Regions from separate parts of the Sus scrofa genome. Here all the other regions are linked to region 3. Evidence: chromatin contacts called from public Hi-C and HiChIP or PLAC-seq data. All regions are on one chromosome and are shown on one strand. Each heading gives the region's core, a stretch centred on a gene start, on an enhancer-like site or on the middle of the called end of the contact. The rest is flanking DNA. Distances are from core to core; before and after follow the strand shown.

Region 1 (2,700 bases), core at 165-2,664, 180 kb before region 3:
CCTCGTGAATAGGATTATGATCCATCTATGCAGTGGGTGCTCCCAGGCAATTAAAACGATGCCAGTCCTTGCTTGCTTCTTGACAGGCCCCCATGCCCCTGCTGTACCAGTGTGTGGGGGAGCAGGTTACAGAAAAGTGTGGCTAAAACTGTCTTATCTTGGAACAGTCCGTGTGTTTCTAAGGTATTCTCATGGAAGGCAAGGGTGGTTGGGGAACTTCTTTAAAGGATTTTTCCTGGGGGTGGAATTTTCAGATGTTTTTGCGTCTTCTCTTGCTTTTTACATTTTTGTATATTATAATAACACTATGTAAAGAAAACGTGAATTGGAAAACAAAGGACAGCTGCGATTCAATCAAATATGGATGGGACAAAGTAATCTGGAGCCACTTTTAAGGGGACGCCAGCTCAGTCACTCTCGAAACACCGCTCGGATCTGTGAGGGACCAGCGGCCCCCGCACAGTGACAACCTGGAGGCGCAGGGAGGGGGTGTGACCCATCCAAAGTCAGGCCACCGTCTGCACCTGGGCTGGGGTCTGGACCCTGCATGGCTTGGAGTCCAGCGGACCCTCGACCTCAGAGCTCCAGTTTCTAACAAAGCCTAGCCGTCCACGATCTTACCTGGGCTCTAAGGCCGGGCTCCCAGGTGATGTCAGGATTTCACCCCTGAACAAAGGAATGCTGTCCACACACTGTGTTTCCCCACACCAGTGCCTGCCCCACTTGACCAAGGCAAAGGGGGGTCAACCCCGGGGTTCCCGGTGCGGCCTCCTCACCCCTGAGTCTGGCACAGAGTAGGTGCTCAGAAACCCTGTGGAGGCAGCGCTGAGCAAAGCCTTCCTTGCCATCGGGCACTTAGCAACGGCGGCCTCCACCTGTCCCTCGGGTCTTAGGCAAGTACGATTCCAGGCTGTCCTCCTCTCTCTGTCTCTCCGTCTCTGTCTCTCCATCTCTGTCTCTCTCACACACACACCCCCACATCCACTTACTCACAGGGCCGTGAGAAGCACAGAGGCTCAAGGGTCCCACCTGTGCCCTTTGCAGCCACGCGGGTTTCAGCCCATCATTCAGGTACCCACTTTGTGGGCTGTTTCCAAGGGAATGGAAAGTACAACCTGCACATCTGATCACCCAGAACCCCAACCTGGGGCAGCGCCTGGCAGTAAGCGGGTGCATGGAACAGATTCCCTGGGTGCGTGGCTGGCACTGAAATCAGGCATAGGCTCCCCCGAGGCCCAGGCTGCTCCAGGCTGCACTCCTTCCTTCATCCAAGGCCTGCCCTGAAACCCTGGGTGCCCGGCCCTGGGAGGCCCGTGGAGCTGCCGGGAGGAGGAAATCCGAGTCCCTCACATCCTGCCCCAGGACCAGCTGGCCTTGCAGATTCCAGAACTTTCCGCAGTGGCCGGCCGGCCACCGGGCAGGAAGCGGAAGGTGCAGAAATAGAAACGCCCAGCCAGGCAGCAGCTCCTTCACTGTGTGAGGGAGGGAAGTGGAGGCGAGAGGCAGGCGAAGGGGGAGCTGGGGAGCAAAGAAAAGGTTGCAGGGGAAGCCAGGGAAAGTGGCCGGGGGGCCACAGATCGGCCTCCATGCCCCGTGACCACACCCAGTGAATCCCCGTCCCCTGAAAGAAATCCGTGCCCTGCAGCGCCTGTGTGGGACTGCAGCCCCCTGGGGCTGGGCAGCACGGGGGCCAAGGCTTCTCCCTGTCACGGTCACATCACCGCCCCAGCCACCTGAGAGGCAGGTGCAGAGGGAAACCGAGGCCCAGGAAGGTACCAGAATAGAACCCAGGTCTGCCTGCTCCCAAGCCTGAGTTCTAAAGCCCCCCACAGCCCCCCAAAGAACCCACCAGAACGGAGGCTCCCCAGGGCCCCCTGCTGGGGTGGACAGGGGCCTCTGACCACACCCCACTCCTCCACTCCCCACCTGGCCAGGGGATCCCCCAGAGCCCTGTGAGATCAGCTCAAGTTCAAGGGGGTGGTGCCAGGCTGGGGCCCCCGGCTTCGTTCAGAAACCAGGTCTGGGCCAGCCTCGGGGTCTCCAGTCCAGCCCCCGGGGGCCCACAGCCTCTAGGTGGCTTGTCCTCCGCAGGCCTTGCTGGGTCCCCCTGACTCAGGGCGACTTCGCCGAGACACCCCCATCCCCACCACTGCCCCATGAACTTCCTGTTTTCACAGGAAACAGGAAGACACAGGGTCCTGCCCCCCACCCCTCACAAGAGCCTGGCCAAGGAGGGTCTGGAGCCATGGGCCAGGGGTGGCCTTCTTCCTACCCTGCCCCCACCTTCCTCTCTGCCCCGCATCCGCTCATGCCTGGTTCCAAGGCCCCTGGAGCAGTCCCGGGGGAGGGGATGCTGTCCACGCATGACCCCAGGATGTCCCCTCCTTGCTCCGGCCTGGAGGGAGGCGGCTTTACTGATGCAGCTGCAGGATCTGGGAGCTGGTGCACGGAAGACATGGGGTGGGGGTCTTGTAGCAACCACCCACCTTCCCCCAGCCCACGGCCCCAGAAGAGCCCCGACTGTGGCTGGACTGTGTATGTCATGTGGGAAGAGCAGAGGGGCCCGGAAGGAGCCCCCATCCAGCTGGCCACCCAGGTCTCCATGCTGGAGCTCCTGGACCAGCCGCAGAGGAGGGCTCTGGATGCAAGAGCTGCCACTGGCGAGAGTTTTGGAGAGCGGCTCAGCCCCCAGCTCTGCCC
Region 2 (2,757 bases), core at 44-2,543, 240 kb before region 3:
CCTCCTCGCTCCCCTTCCCGAAGCTCCCCCCACCCTGTTCTCGGGAGGGAAACTCCAACGGATACCTCTACTTCCTGTGATGTTTCAACCTCTGGCTTCAGGCACATCCCAAGATTCCCGAAACCAGGGGCATTTTCTCCGAACCATAAGAGACATGGTGGGGCCCCCGGGCCACATGTCCTGTGATGGACACTTTTTCCTTTGCGCCTCCAACACCACCCTCCGCCCTGCTCTCTGCCCCAGGGGCTGAACCAGCGGATCCTTTCCTGGGCTCCCATACCCTCTGGCTTCCTGGTGGGTTTGGCCCTGGGCACGCTCTGGCTGCAGGTGTGGGCGGGAGGAGCGTGGGGCCTGGGAATCCACATCAGAGCCTCTCCCCTTGGGGGTCACCTTGGGCAGCTGTGTCCCTGGACTGAAGGTCGCATCTCCCTCAGCACCTCGCTCTCCAGGATTCTCCCCTTCCGGGCTCTGGCAGAGGTGCTTTCCCCTGGAAGGGTCAGCCTGGGCAGGGGGCCCAGGGGCCAGGGATGCCATACACTAGTGCCTTTGCGTGGTCAGCCTGGGCTGGGCCGGGGGGACAGGGCCTGGGGTGCCACACACTGGTGACTTTGCATGATCCCCTCCACTCTGCAGTTTTCCCAGTTTCAGCCACCTCTTGCCTGGGGGAACCTGAATTGACACTCGCCCCAACCTGCGGTGGCTGGAGAGGGGACCCCGTACCCCAAAGAGGCCTCTGAGATGCCACTGTACATGGGGTTGCCAGGGAGCACAATTGCAGCACCACGCAGGACCACCCTCCCAGCCAGCCTCCCCGAAAGTTGGGAGAAAGGCACAGGGAGCCCCGCTCAGAGGGGAGTGGAAGAGCCCCAGGGCCAGCCTGGTGACAGGCTGCCCTCGCCCAGCTCCGGGCCGGGGTTCCACCCTTCCCGTTACCACGCAACCTCGGGGTGCCCCGTTTTACCACTGAAGCTCAGTGCTGTCCCCAAGTTCCACAGAGGAGTCCCCCAGAGCCGGAAAGGCGCAGCCCCCAGCGCTCGCCCCGGCCTCCAGCAGCCCCAGCAAAAGGCTAACCAGGAGGGCGTGCTCCGGGCTCCACCGCCTGTTGGCTGCATGAACCACTGCTGACTCAACCCCGTAGGTTCCCAAAGTAGAAACCTTGTCAGATTCCAAAGATTAGCAGCCCCGGTGACTCACGTGTATTGCTCCCTAAGACACGATCCCAGGCCCTCGGGATCAGCCCAGCCATCGCAGAGAGCATCACAATGCCCAGTGGAATGCTGGGCGCCGGCCACGAAAGAGCCGAGCCGGGCCTGGCTGCCAAGAAAGGAGTTCCCACTAGGAAAATCTGACTCTAGCAACTTCTGCTTTTTGGTTTGGGTTCACAGTTCCTTGGCTGTGCCTACAGACAGCTAAGAACTCTGGCTCTGGGTTGAACTCCCCGGTGGGTGGGGTTAGGGAGGTTTTTGGTGGTTGTTACGGTGCTGGTGGGGTGGATGGCGGCGGTGGGGACCCTGGTGGGGGGGGGTGCATTGGTTTTAATGGTCGTAGGGGTGGTGAAGATGCTTCACAGCCTGAGCCTGAGAGCAGAGCACAGAAAGATCTGACAATGGAGAAGCCGACTGCTACTTACACTCTGGCGAGCTGGGCCACGTACCAGGTCTCTCTGAACCTCAGTTTCCTCACAATCAAGGGAGAAAGGTCCTGTCTGCCTCTTTGGACCATTTGGGGATCAGAGGGACCAAGACCTGTGAATACTCATGAGCGTGCAAATCCCAGAAGACAGACGTAAAGACCTCAGCGTGTGCCTGCTCCGCCGACAGGTACCAGAATCTATAGGATGTGTCTGCAGTGAATCTTGGCTCCTGCGATTTTTTTTTTCCCCTGTGGAACAGGATTCACCCCCTTCTTCAGGCAGCAGCACTCCCTTTCCTTCAGAGATTTTTATACAATTTCTCTCCCCCTCAAAGTGGATTCAGGGGAGCTGGCAGTCTTGGTATCCCACTTCCCCTGTTCACAGGGGTGGGCATACGGCCCAGGCTGGGCAAGCCAAGTTCTCTCTGGGGCTTGGTAAGTGCAATAGAGATGAGAGGAACTGAAAGGAGAAGATAGGAGAAAGGGGAAGAGGAAGAGAACCGCAGGGGCTTTGTTGAAGCACCTGGAGCCAGCTATACCTGAAGGTAGCCTGATCTAGCCCTGAACCTCCAAGTTATATAGATCATAGAACAGCCTCTGGGAGTTTGAGTTGGGCATCTGCACTTTGCAAACCAAAGAGTCCTTCCCTGTGCCTCTAACATTCTCAGTCTCCTAGAATCCCCAGGCCCTATCCAAGAAGGCAAAATTTGTGATGGGCTGCCTCCCAAATTTGAGGATAACACACTCTTGTCTTGTCAGACTCAAATCTGGCTCCTTTACTCCCTCTTTCCAGGGACCAGATGAGGACTGACCCAGCTCCCATATATCAGGGGACAGAGGTTGCGGTCTGTTGCTCCCCCCTTCCCTTTCCCAGGGGTAACCTTTACAGGGCAGCTCTGTTAGAAATGATAAAATGCCTTGACTACTTTTGCTGATTGTATTAACAAGACTCATCTAGACAATTCACATACTATAGGAAAGCAGGAGTGAAAGAGTAAAAAAACCGCTGAAAGCCACCTCGCTTCCACAGAAAACCCTGAACACCTGCAGACCTGCCTCTAAGTCTCCCATTTGCCATCAGCAGGTCAGACACCTGCTGTTCTGGAACTTTATCCAGGTACCTGC
Region 3 (2,700 bases), core at 47-2,546:
CTGAGGGGAGTAAATGAACATTTTTCTTAATGGGGGTCAGGTAGTGTAAAAACTAAAAAAAATAAAAAGTGAAGTATGCGTAAAATGTTCTTTCAATTTAAAAATAAGCACCGAAGAAGAGCCTGAATCTTTAACTTTAAAAAACGTCATATATTCTTTGATATGTCTTAAAAGTTTGGAATAATATTGGGGACTCTTGTATAACCACGAAGATACATAGGTTTTGTTTAAAATCATCAGATCAATACAGCCATTTCTGTAACCTGTAATTGTTCTGCTCTTTGCCAGCCCCTGCCATCCCCGTCAGGCTCACGAATGCAGCCCCAGGGCAAATTCTAAAGGTGAAGAGAGGTCCACACCCCCAACAAAACCAATTAGGAAGCTTCCGGTGGTCTCGTCCCAGGCGGAGAGGGGACTAGTAGTTCCAGGGATTTAACTTCATTTTTAATTTTTAAAAATGAGGCAGGACAGAGACCAGTATTTTGCAGCCTTCCTTTCAGGGTGTTTTTCTAGCTGTTAAATTGCCAGGACAGGGCAAGGATGGGGGGATTGGGGAACCCCCGCAAGAAAGGACTGGCCAAGGTGGGAAGACAGCCTGCAGATCCCCCAGGCGCGGAGGACAGGATGAAGGAAACGCTGGCCACCATCTTGGGCTGCTGCTGGAATTTTCGGGCATTTATTTTATTTTATTTTTGAGCGAGCGCATGCTAGGCTGAAATATGCTTAACCATTAGGGTTCCTCCCTCGGGCATTGCAACGACCCCCCTGTGTGCCGGAATGAAGCCTCCACAAGGGTTGCCGGCTCTGCGTCCCTGAATGTTAAATGGTTCCTGAAATTTACACGTGTTGATGAAAATGAAAGAAGACACAGAAGCTAAGATTCCTAGGCTGCCTCTCCGCCCGTGGGTGCCCTCGTGGCGTTTTCGGAAATGCACCCATTCTCCTGGCTCGGGTAGAGGGTGTCACCGAACCCCAGAGTCCCCCTTCCATGCGGTCTTGCCCGGCTGCGTGTGGCCTGCCCGCCCTCCTAGTCGTCCCCCTCTGCAGAGCCACCTATACACAACCCCCCAAATCCTAAGGGGCCCACTCGGGGTGGACAGGACCCCCCTGCACCCCTCTTCCCCGCGGGGCGATTTGCGTTTCTATGAAAACCAAGTTTCGGGGGCAACTCCGCTTAGGGCAGGCGCGGCGCCTCCGGGATGGCTTTTGGGCTCTGCCCCTCGCCGCTCCCCGGCGCTCGGCGCCCGCGCCCCCTCCCCCTGAGCCCGCCCCCCCTCCCTCCCGCTCCCATTCTCTGCCCGGCTTTGATCTCTGCTTAACAACAGTAACGTCACACGGACTACAGGGGAGTTCTGTTGGAAGTTGCAAAGTCCTAGAGCCTCCAGAGGGCTGTCGGCGCAGTAGCAGCGAGCAGCAGCGTCCGCGCGCTCCGGCGAGGGGCAGAAGAGCTCGAGGGAGCACGGGGGCAGCAGGAGCTAAAGCCGAACGCGGACCCAGCCCGGGACCCACCGCCGCCCCAAGCCGCCTAGCAGAGCCCCAGCCATGGCACACCAGCTCCTGTGCTGCGAGATGGAGACCATCCGCCGGGCGTACCCCGATGCCAACCTCCTCAACGATCGGGTGCTGCGGGCCATGCTCAAGGCGGAGGAGACCTGCTCGCCCTCCGTGTCCTACTTCAAGTGCGTGCAGAAGGAAATCCTGCCTTCCATGCGGAAGATCGTGGCCACCTGGATGCTGGAGGTGCGGGGCTTCGGGCGGCTCTCTTAGCACTTTTCTGCGACTTGTTGCGCAAACCCACATTTCTTTGCCACTCATCTCCCTCCCTTCTCTCTCACCCCAACTTTGAAGTTTGCTGGAGTGTTGCTAGGAATCGTAATTCCAAAATATATAGATATTGTGGGTATTTTTTGAACGAGGAAGAAGTGGGGGTGGGGTCATTAGAAATTCCCTTCGTGGGGGGGGGGGTCGAAGACGTGTACCTTCGGGCAAAGCCACTGTCAAGGGCACCCCAGTTGGCTTCAGGGTGTGGGCCCGCAGGCTGGGCGCCCTTTGTAGCCCCCGCCTGGACCGCCACCGCGCAGCCCCCGCCTGCGCCCGAGCCCCGCTGCGCCTCCTCTCCCCGCCGCGCGGCCGCTGAATCTCCAGCTCCAGGGGGAGGGGGCATAGATTTGATTTTTAAATTAATATCCATGGACACGTATGCAAGGGCCACTCGTGCCAGTATTATGCGCCATCTTTGTTCTTTTATTGCAAAGCAAAAGTGTTTATTAATAATTGGGGGCAGGGTGGGGGCGGGGAGCGACCGGCGAGGCGCTTGGGGCCGCCGCGAGGGGCCGCGCGGCCACCGGGAACCGGCGGGAGGGGCGCGGGGACAGAACTCGGGCAGTTGTGCGGGGACCCCACTCGGGAAAGAGGGCCCCTTTGTTAAAGCAGCGAGTCCCGGGGCGCCCCGCAAGGCCAGCTTGGGCCGGAGAGCACGCCGGGCTGCAAGGTCGTGTGGCCCCCAAGACGCTGGGGGCTGACTCTCATCTGCAGGGGTCTCAACTTGGGGGACCTGTGTGGAGGGAGCCGGGGGCCCGGGGCACGTTTTCAGGCCTTCAGTGGGCTCCTACGGGCACCGCAAGTATTTTAAAATAATTTCTGAAAGTGCGGCGTGGTGCCCTTGCGAGAGGGAAACGGCGCCCGCGCCCAGGGGGAGGG
Region 4 (2,700 bases), core at 72-2,571, 210 kb before region 3:
TGTCCAGAACAGGGAGAGCCACAGAGACGGAGAGTAGATTCGTGGTTGCCAGGGGGCGGAAGTGGGCAGGTAATTGAGGGGAGGGGGTTTGGAGGGGAGCAGCTAAGGGGTGCTGTTTAAGGAGGGGTGAAAATGTACTACACGGATTATGATGGCAACTGCACAATCCTTAACATAATAGAAACCACCGGATTGCATCCTTCTAAATGGATAAAGGGTGAGGTATCCATCGCAAAAAAGCTGTTAGAGATAAAGGACCCTAGACTCTGTGGAAAGGGTTCAGCCCAGTATCCTGTTCCCTGCAGATAAAGAAAGGAAGAAATCAATAAAGAAGAGAAAAAATAATAATAATAAAGGAATCAACCACACAGAGAAATGCCAGGCCAGCACCCTGCCCCGTCAGCACCAGGAAATGTAGGTCTCTTTCCTTATTCTTTGTCTCATTCACACACACACACACACACACACACACACACACACACACACACACACAGGGGTCCAGGCTCTGGGACCTCAGGCCACAAGGTCACCTAGGCTGGGTACAGAGAGCCCAGAGCTATCCTGATCACTGTGCCTGGCAGCCTGCAGCCCACTCACTTTGCTGGTAGGACACCTCGGGCTCCACCTGCCAAAGCAACATATCCAGAAGTGGACTGAACATGATCAAACGTGTGAGTGCCCTGGCTTGAAACTGGGCAATCCTGTATCAGTCAGCACACAGCTGTGTAACAAATAGACCTGATGCCACCGTGGCTGCGACTTGAAATTAATTTCTCAGAAAAAGATCAGACAGGCAGCCCAGGGCCATCAGGGCTCCTTCCACATTTCTGCTCGGCTGTCCTCAGCATGTAGCTTCCGCCTTGGGTCCCAGGTGGGGAGGGAAGAGGGGCGCGCACACCTTTTCATGTTGCCTGGGTCGGAACCTGCCATGGCCATGGCTTGCTGCAAGGGAGTCTGGGAAATGTAGTTCATGTTGGGAGGCCCTGTGCCCATCTCAGCATTTGTTACATGGCAGTGGAGGAAGGAAGGAATATTGGGCCGTAGGAATGTAGCCTGTGAAACTCAGATTCCTCATTTGTAAAAGAGTAACAAGTGAGGGTTTCTTGGGAGAGAAAATGCCTGGGCACGGTACTGGGCACGGTACACACTGGCGAAATGGGGATTACCTCGCTTCCCTCTCTGACCCCAAGGACCCCTGTGTGGGGGGTGGGGGTTGGAGGGAGGTCTGCTGAGCAGAGGCCCGGGGGTGGAGTGCAGACCAGGCACAGACTGAGTCACTGCGGCCCCGGGACCAATAGAACCCTCTGGAGGCTGGGGGTGGACCAGGCCGGGGAAGCGCAGCACTGCCCGGGCTCATGGTCCAGCCAAGCTCCTGCAGGCACTGCCCCGTCCACAATGTGGACTCAGCACGCCCAGTGGTCACAGCTCTTGCCTCTGCTCTGGCCTCAGACCCACTGGTCGGCCAGACGCTCGATACATTCTGTTTTGAAAGAAAACAAACTCTTTTGAAACTGCTCCCGGAAACAAGAGAGTCTCGCCCCCTCCTCTGGGGGCTGGTGGACATCGAGTTTCAGGGAAGCCTGACAGGCGAGGCTGCGTGGGGGACGATCGCCTGCACCAACCCCCCGGGCAACAGACCTCAGAGCTGAGATGGAGGGCAATAAGGAGCCATGGAAGACTGGAGAGGGAGCGTGACTGGGTCAGATGAGTGCTTCGGGAAGTTAGGGCTCCATGGCCCCCCTTACAAGGATGCTGCAGCAGATGTCAGAGATGAATTAGGGGCAAGATCGGGGTGACAAAGGCAACATTTTTAGCGTGCCCAAGGCCCCTGAAAGCAAGCTCAGTCTGAGGTCTTGAAGGCAGGAATCGGGGCCCATGTTGGGAGGGCTGGGGGCCCCAGCAGGGCAGAGGCAGAGGCGGAGGTGGGAAGCAGAGTCAGGAGCTGCCGCTGTGGGTTCTCTCACCTGCAGCAGAGCCGAGCCGGGGGCAGGGATCCCTGCTGGTGGAAGCACCCTTCTGGTCCTTCAGCCGTGAGAACGGCCTTTCCTTGCGTCCTGGCAGGATCTTGTCCTGCAGCCAGAAGGGCACGGGTGCCCAGGAAGCTGGGCCTGTGTGGCCCACCTCTCCCAGCTTGTTCAGCCCCCAGGGGGACTGGGAACCTGGGGGCGGTGGCTGTCCCCCAGCCCAGAGAAGTGGTACCACTCAGCCTGCTTCCTCAGGATGGTCCAGGGCAGCTGGGCACGATGACCCCACAGCCTCAGAAGGGCACTGACCCCTCGGTGGGGGTGGGGCCAAGATCACAGGGCAGGATGACAACTGTGGTGACCTCCTGGGCAGTCCCTGGGCCAGGGGCTCAGCTCCAAGATCCCCTCCACTGTCCTCTTGCTCTTCCTCAGGGAACCCGGGAGGTGGGGACTAAATGAGGTCATTTCTGTGAGTTTCAGAATGCTGCCGGGTGTTCGAAAGTGCAGTGTATGGAGTTCCTGTCGTGGCGCAGTGGTTAATGAATCCAACTAGGAACCATGAGGTTGCGGGTTCGATCCCTGGCCTTGCTCCGTGGGTTAAGGATCCGGCATTGCCGTGAGCTATGGTGTAAGTTGCAGACGCGGCTTGGATCCTGAGTGGCTGTGGCTCTGGTGTAGGCCAGCAGCTACAGCTCCAACTGGACCCCTAGCCTGGGAACCTCCATATGCCGTGGGT
Region 5 (2,700 bases), core at 71-2,570, 250 kb before region 3:
TGGGAGCTGCAGCTGCCGGCCTACACCACAGCCACAGCCACGTCAGATCCGAGCTGCATCTGTGACCTACACGGCAGCTTGCAGTGATGCCAGATTCTTAACCCACTGAGTGAGGCCAGGAAGTGAACCTGCATCCTCATGGACACTATGTTGGGTCCTTAACCCTCTGAGCCACAATAGAAGCTCCTCTTCCTCCTTCAGTTTTTTTTTTTTTTTTTTTGGATGCACCTGCTGCATGTAGAAGTTCCCGGGCCTGTGATGGAGCCACAGCAGTGACAAAGCCAGATCCTCAACTGCTAGGCCACCAGGGAACTCCTCCCTCCCTCTTTTACTGTGTAATTTTTTTTTTATTGCGTGCTCACCGTGTGAGGGCACCAGCCAGGTCTTGGGACTATCAGGGTGACCAGGCCCTCCTAGGCTCTCGTAAGCTGCTTACAGGCAGGATGACAAGCAGGTTGGTCCCCAGGCCGACTCTGGCATTTTGGTGGTGGTCCCCTGGAGAAGTGTGTGCCATGGGGTTCTGAGGCAGGATCTGGCTTGGAGAAAGTGTGCTGCAATCCATTAGTGATGTCTGCCATGCACAGAGGTGCAGGGGCAGGGGCAACTGTGCTGTCTTGTAGGTCCTGGACCAGCAGAACCTCTAAAATGCATCCTGGCAGCACTGGGTGCCTTGCCTGGGCCTCCAAACCAATTCAGCCTTTTTTCTGTCTGTTTTCAGGTGAGAAAGCAGATTCTGTCTGTGGTCTCACAGCTCATCTGTGGCAGAGCTGGGATCTGAATCCAGGTTCCAAGGATCCCAGTTTTCCGTGGTGTCATGCCCTCTTTATTTTGGCCACTAGGGAGCTCAGAATGGAGCTTTAGCCTTGTTCTTCGGTGCCACATTAGCCTAGGGCCTGGGGCATTTTTGTCAGCCCCTCCTTTGGGCTTTATCCTCTCTGCTGGGCCTCCCGTGGAGCAGGCCGGACATAAGTTATCAACTATAAATAAAACCAAGACTTCCGTTCTGGCTCTCACTTTAGTTTCCTGGTGCATTTTTTTTTTTTTTTTAATTCCTTAATGGGGTAGGGCGGGGTGCGGAGAAACTCTTAATGGAAGATGACGTCATCATCAGCTGGCCCTGGGGGGGCAGCCCCCAGCCCCACAGGCCCACGCGGGGCCCTGAATGCTCCCATTATGAGGGGTAACCTCATTACACAAGCCGGGCTGCACGGTGGAATTTCAAATGGGGTTTTGTGGTTTCTGCCCTTCTCAGCAGAGCGCACACAGGCAGCTGCGGTCACCCGGCTTCCTCTGCCGCCGCAGCCCTGGCACCCGGCCAGCCCGGTGACCACCGGTTCCACCATGAGTCAGTTTCATTCTTAACTTTCTGACTCAGGCCCCTTTAAAGGGACAGCAGAGCCGATGCCTCTGGGCGGGTGAGCAGGGGGAAGCGGACGGGGCCCAGGAGGAAGCTTGGGGGTCTGGCAGGCAGCCGGCTCCGGAGCTGGGCCAGCGGGCCCTGCATCCCTCCGCCTTCCCTCCCCGGGGGAGGGGGTTTCCTGCCTGCTCCGGGCGAGGGGGGCTGTGGTCTCTCCCCAGAGGTGACCATCTGCGGGGCGGGAACCCCCGGGGCACTGGGCGCCCTCGCTTCTTGCCGAGAACCCCACTCTGGCCCAGGAGGCCAACGCAGCTTCGCAAACCTCCCTCTCCAGCCTGCCTGCTTCTCCCCACACTCCCCATACATCGTGCCCTGCCTCCTGGGTGGGGCAGCCCCTCCGCCCCCTGGCATGCTTGGCCCGGCTGCTCTGTGGTTCTCCTTGAGGGCACCTTCCTGTCCCGTGTCCCCCCCCCCACTCCCCTGGTGCCCTGCCAGGCCCTGTCACAGCCACTGGCTGGATCTCTAACCCATCAGTCTGTTCAACTTGCTCGTGCGTATTCACTGGCTCCCGCCACCCGAGGCAGTCCGCAGGGACAGACACACAGGGACACAACACGGGCCCCGGCACACAGTGGGTGCTCAGTGTGGTTCTTGGAAGAGAGTGGCCGAAGGGTCCTCCGTAGCCGTCCCCTTGTCGAGAGTGGGGTGGCTGTTCGCTGCAGAGGGGACCAGGGCCCAGGCGAGGTGACCAGTGCGTGATCCCGGGTCAGGGGGCTCCTGCTGGGTCAGGGCCTGTAATTCGAACCCCTTCTCCCCCCACCCCCCGGGGCTGGTCTCAGCATGAGTCCTTGTGGGGCGGGGGAGGGGAGGGAGCGCAGAAGAATTTCCTTCTTTTTTCCTCCGTCTGACTCACACTTGGGTTTTGAAGTTCCCCTTCTGGTCAGCGCTCCTGCTGAGGTTACAGAGTGGTCAGGCAAGGCCGGCAGGGCCTGGGTGACAAGAGGGAGCCAGGCCTTGGTTTCATTCACAAAACAGGACCTGCTCCTGCTTCCCGTGTCCTCCCAGCTCCCGTGGCGTTTGCAGGTTTGCAGGGGGCGGGGTGCTCGTGGGGCTTTAAGGGCCCCGAGGTCGTGCATCCATGTGGCCTGAGTCCCTCTGGGCCCCTCCTTCCTGCCTCCGGGTTCACTGTCCCTGGAGGCTGGGGCAGAGACGCGAGGTCGGGACCGGTGACAGAGGCCTCGGTGCTCCTCAGGCGGGCACCTGCCTCCCGTCTGATGGTCTCCTGCCCCTCGGGGTTCCCGCCTCCTCGGCTGGGATGGACCGAAGGACAAGGGAAGACGAAG

What was found. Hi-C and Micro-C count contacts between places; a contact is called where the count stands out from the background. HiChIP or PLAC-seq counts read pairs in DNA pulled down with a chosen protein or histone mark.
Region 1: a contact with region 3 is called in an H3K27ac HiChIP or PLAC-seq map of skeletal muscle, with 8 times the contacts expected there. The contact joins the enhancer-like site here to the promoter of CCND1 in region 3. A contact is called at or near these places in 11 of 47 Hi-C or Micro-C datasets (adipocytes, embryonic fibroblasts, fibroblasts and 6 more) and 1 of 2 datasets of contacts at active chromatin or transcription factors (skeletal muscle).
Region 2: a contact with region 3 is called in a Hi-C map of embryonic fibroblasts, with 5 times the contacts expected there. The contact joins the enhancer-like site here to the promoter of CCND1 in region 3. A contact is called at or near these places in 1 of 5 promoter capture datasets (liver), 10 of 47 Hi-C or Micro-C datasets (embryonic fibroblasts, epiblast stem cells, fetal liver and 3 more) and 1 of 2 datasets of contacts at active chromatin or transcription factors (skeletal muscle).
Region 4: a Hi-C map of liver shows a contact between it and region 3, with 7 times the contacts expected there. The contact joins the enhancer-like site here to the promoter of CCND1 in region 3. A contact is called at or near these places in 6 of 47 Hi-C or Micro-C datasets (embryonic fibroblasts, fetal liver, heart right ventricle and 2 more) and 1 of 2 datasets of contacts at active chromatin or transcription factors (skeletal muscle).
Region 5: a Hi-C map of embryonic fibroblasts shows a contact between it and region 3, with 4 times the contacts expected there. The contact joins the enhancer-like site here to the promoter of CCND1 in region 3. A contact is called at or near these places in 1 of 5 promoter capture datasets (liver), 25 of 47 Hi-C or Micro-C datasets (adipose tissue, alveolar macrophages, blood and 16 more) and 1 of 2 datasets of contacts at active chromatin or transcription factors (skeletal muscle).

Annotation. Positions count from the first base shown.
Region 1 is chr2:3,813,500-3,816,199 of Sscrofa11.1, reverse strand. The region is part of intron 1 of LOC106509291 (a long non-coding RNA gene); the gene reads right to left. Among named protein-coding and RNA genes, the nearest start is that of CCND1, 180 kb to the right of the region's middle. Within about 2 kb of position 1,414, at least 24 of the 83 cell types and tissues checked have an H3K27ac peak or open chromatin away from gene starts, as enhancers often do. A contact at or near this core is called in liver, omental adipose tissue, retroperitoneal adipose tissue and 1 more, where this site is marked.
Region 2 is chr2:3,867,412-3,870,168 of Sscrofa11.1, reverse strand. No RefSeq gene overlaps it. Among named protein-coding and RNA genes, the nearest start is that of CCND1, 240 kb to the right of the region's middle. Within about 2 kb of position 1,293, at least 26 of the 83 cell types and tissues checked have an H3K27ac peak or open chromatin away from gene starts, as enhancers often do. A contact at or near this core is called in embryonic fibroblasts and skeletal muscle, where this site is marked.
Region 3 is chr2:3,631,976-3,634,675 of Sscrofa11.1, reverse strand. CCND1 (G1/S-specific cyclin-D1) reads left to right here and starts at 1,296. Exons shown (of 5, transcript XM_021082686.1): 1 at 1,296-1,740. The coding sequence starts at 1,543.
Region 4 is chr2:3,846,257-3,848,956 of Sscrofa11.1, reverse strand. No RefSeq gene overlaps it. Among named protein-coding and RNA genes, the nearest start is that of CCND1, 210 kb to the right of the region's middle. Within about 2 kb of position 1,321, at least 3 of the 83 cell types and tissues checked have an H3K27ac peak or open chromatin away from gene starts, as enhancers often do. A contact at or near this core is called in fetal liver and liver, where this site is marked.
Region 5 is chr2:3,885,806-3,888,505 of Sscrofa11.1, reverse strand. No RefSeq gene overlaps it. Among named protein-coding and RNA genes, the nearest start is that of TPCN2, 220 kb to the left of the region's middle. Within about 2 kb of position 1,320, at least 51 of the 83 cell types and tissues checked have an H3K27ac peak or open chromatin away from gene starts, as enhancers often do. A contact at or near this core is called in adipose tissue, alveolar macrophages, brain and 8 more, where this site is marked.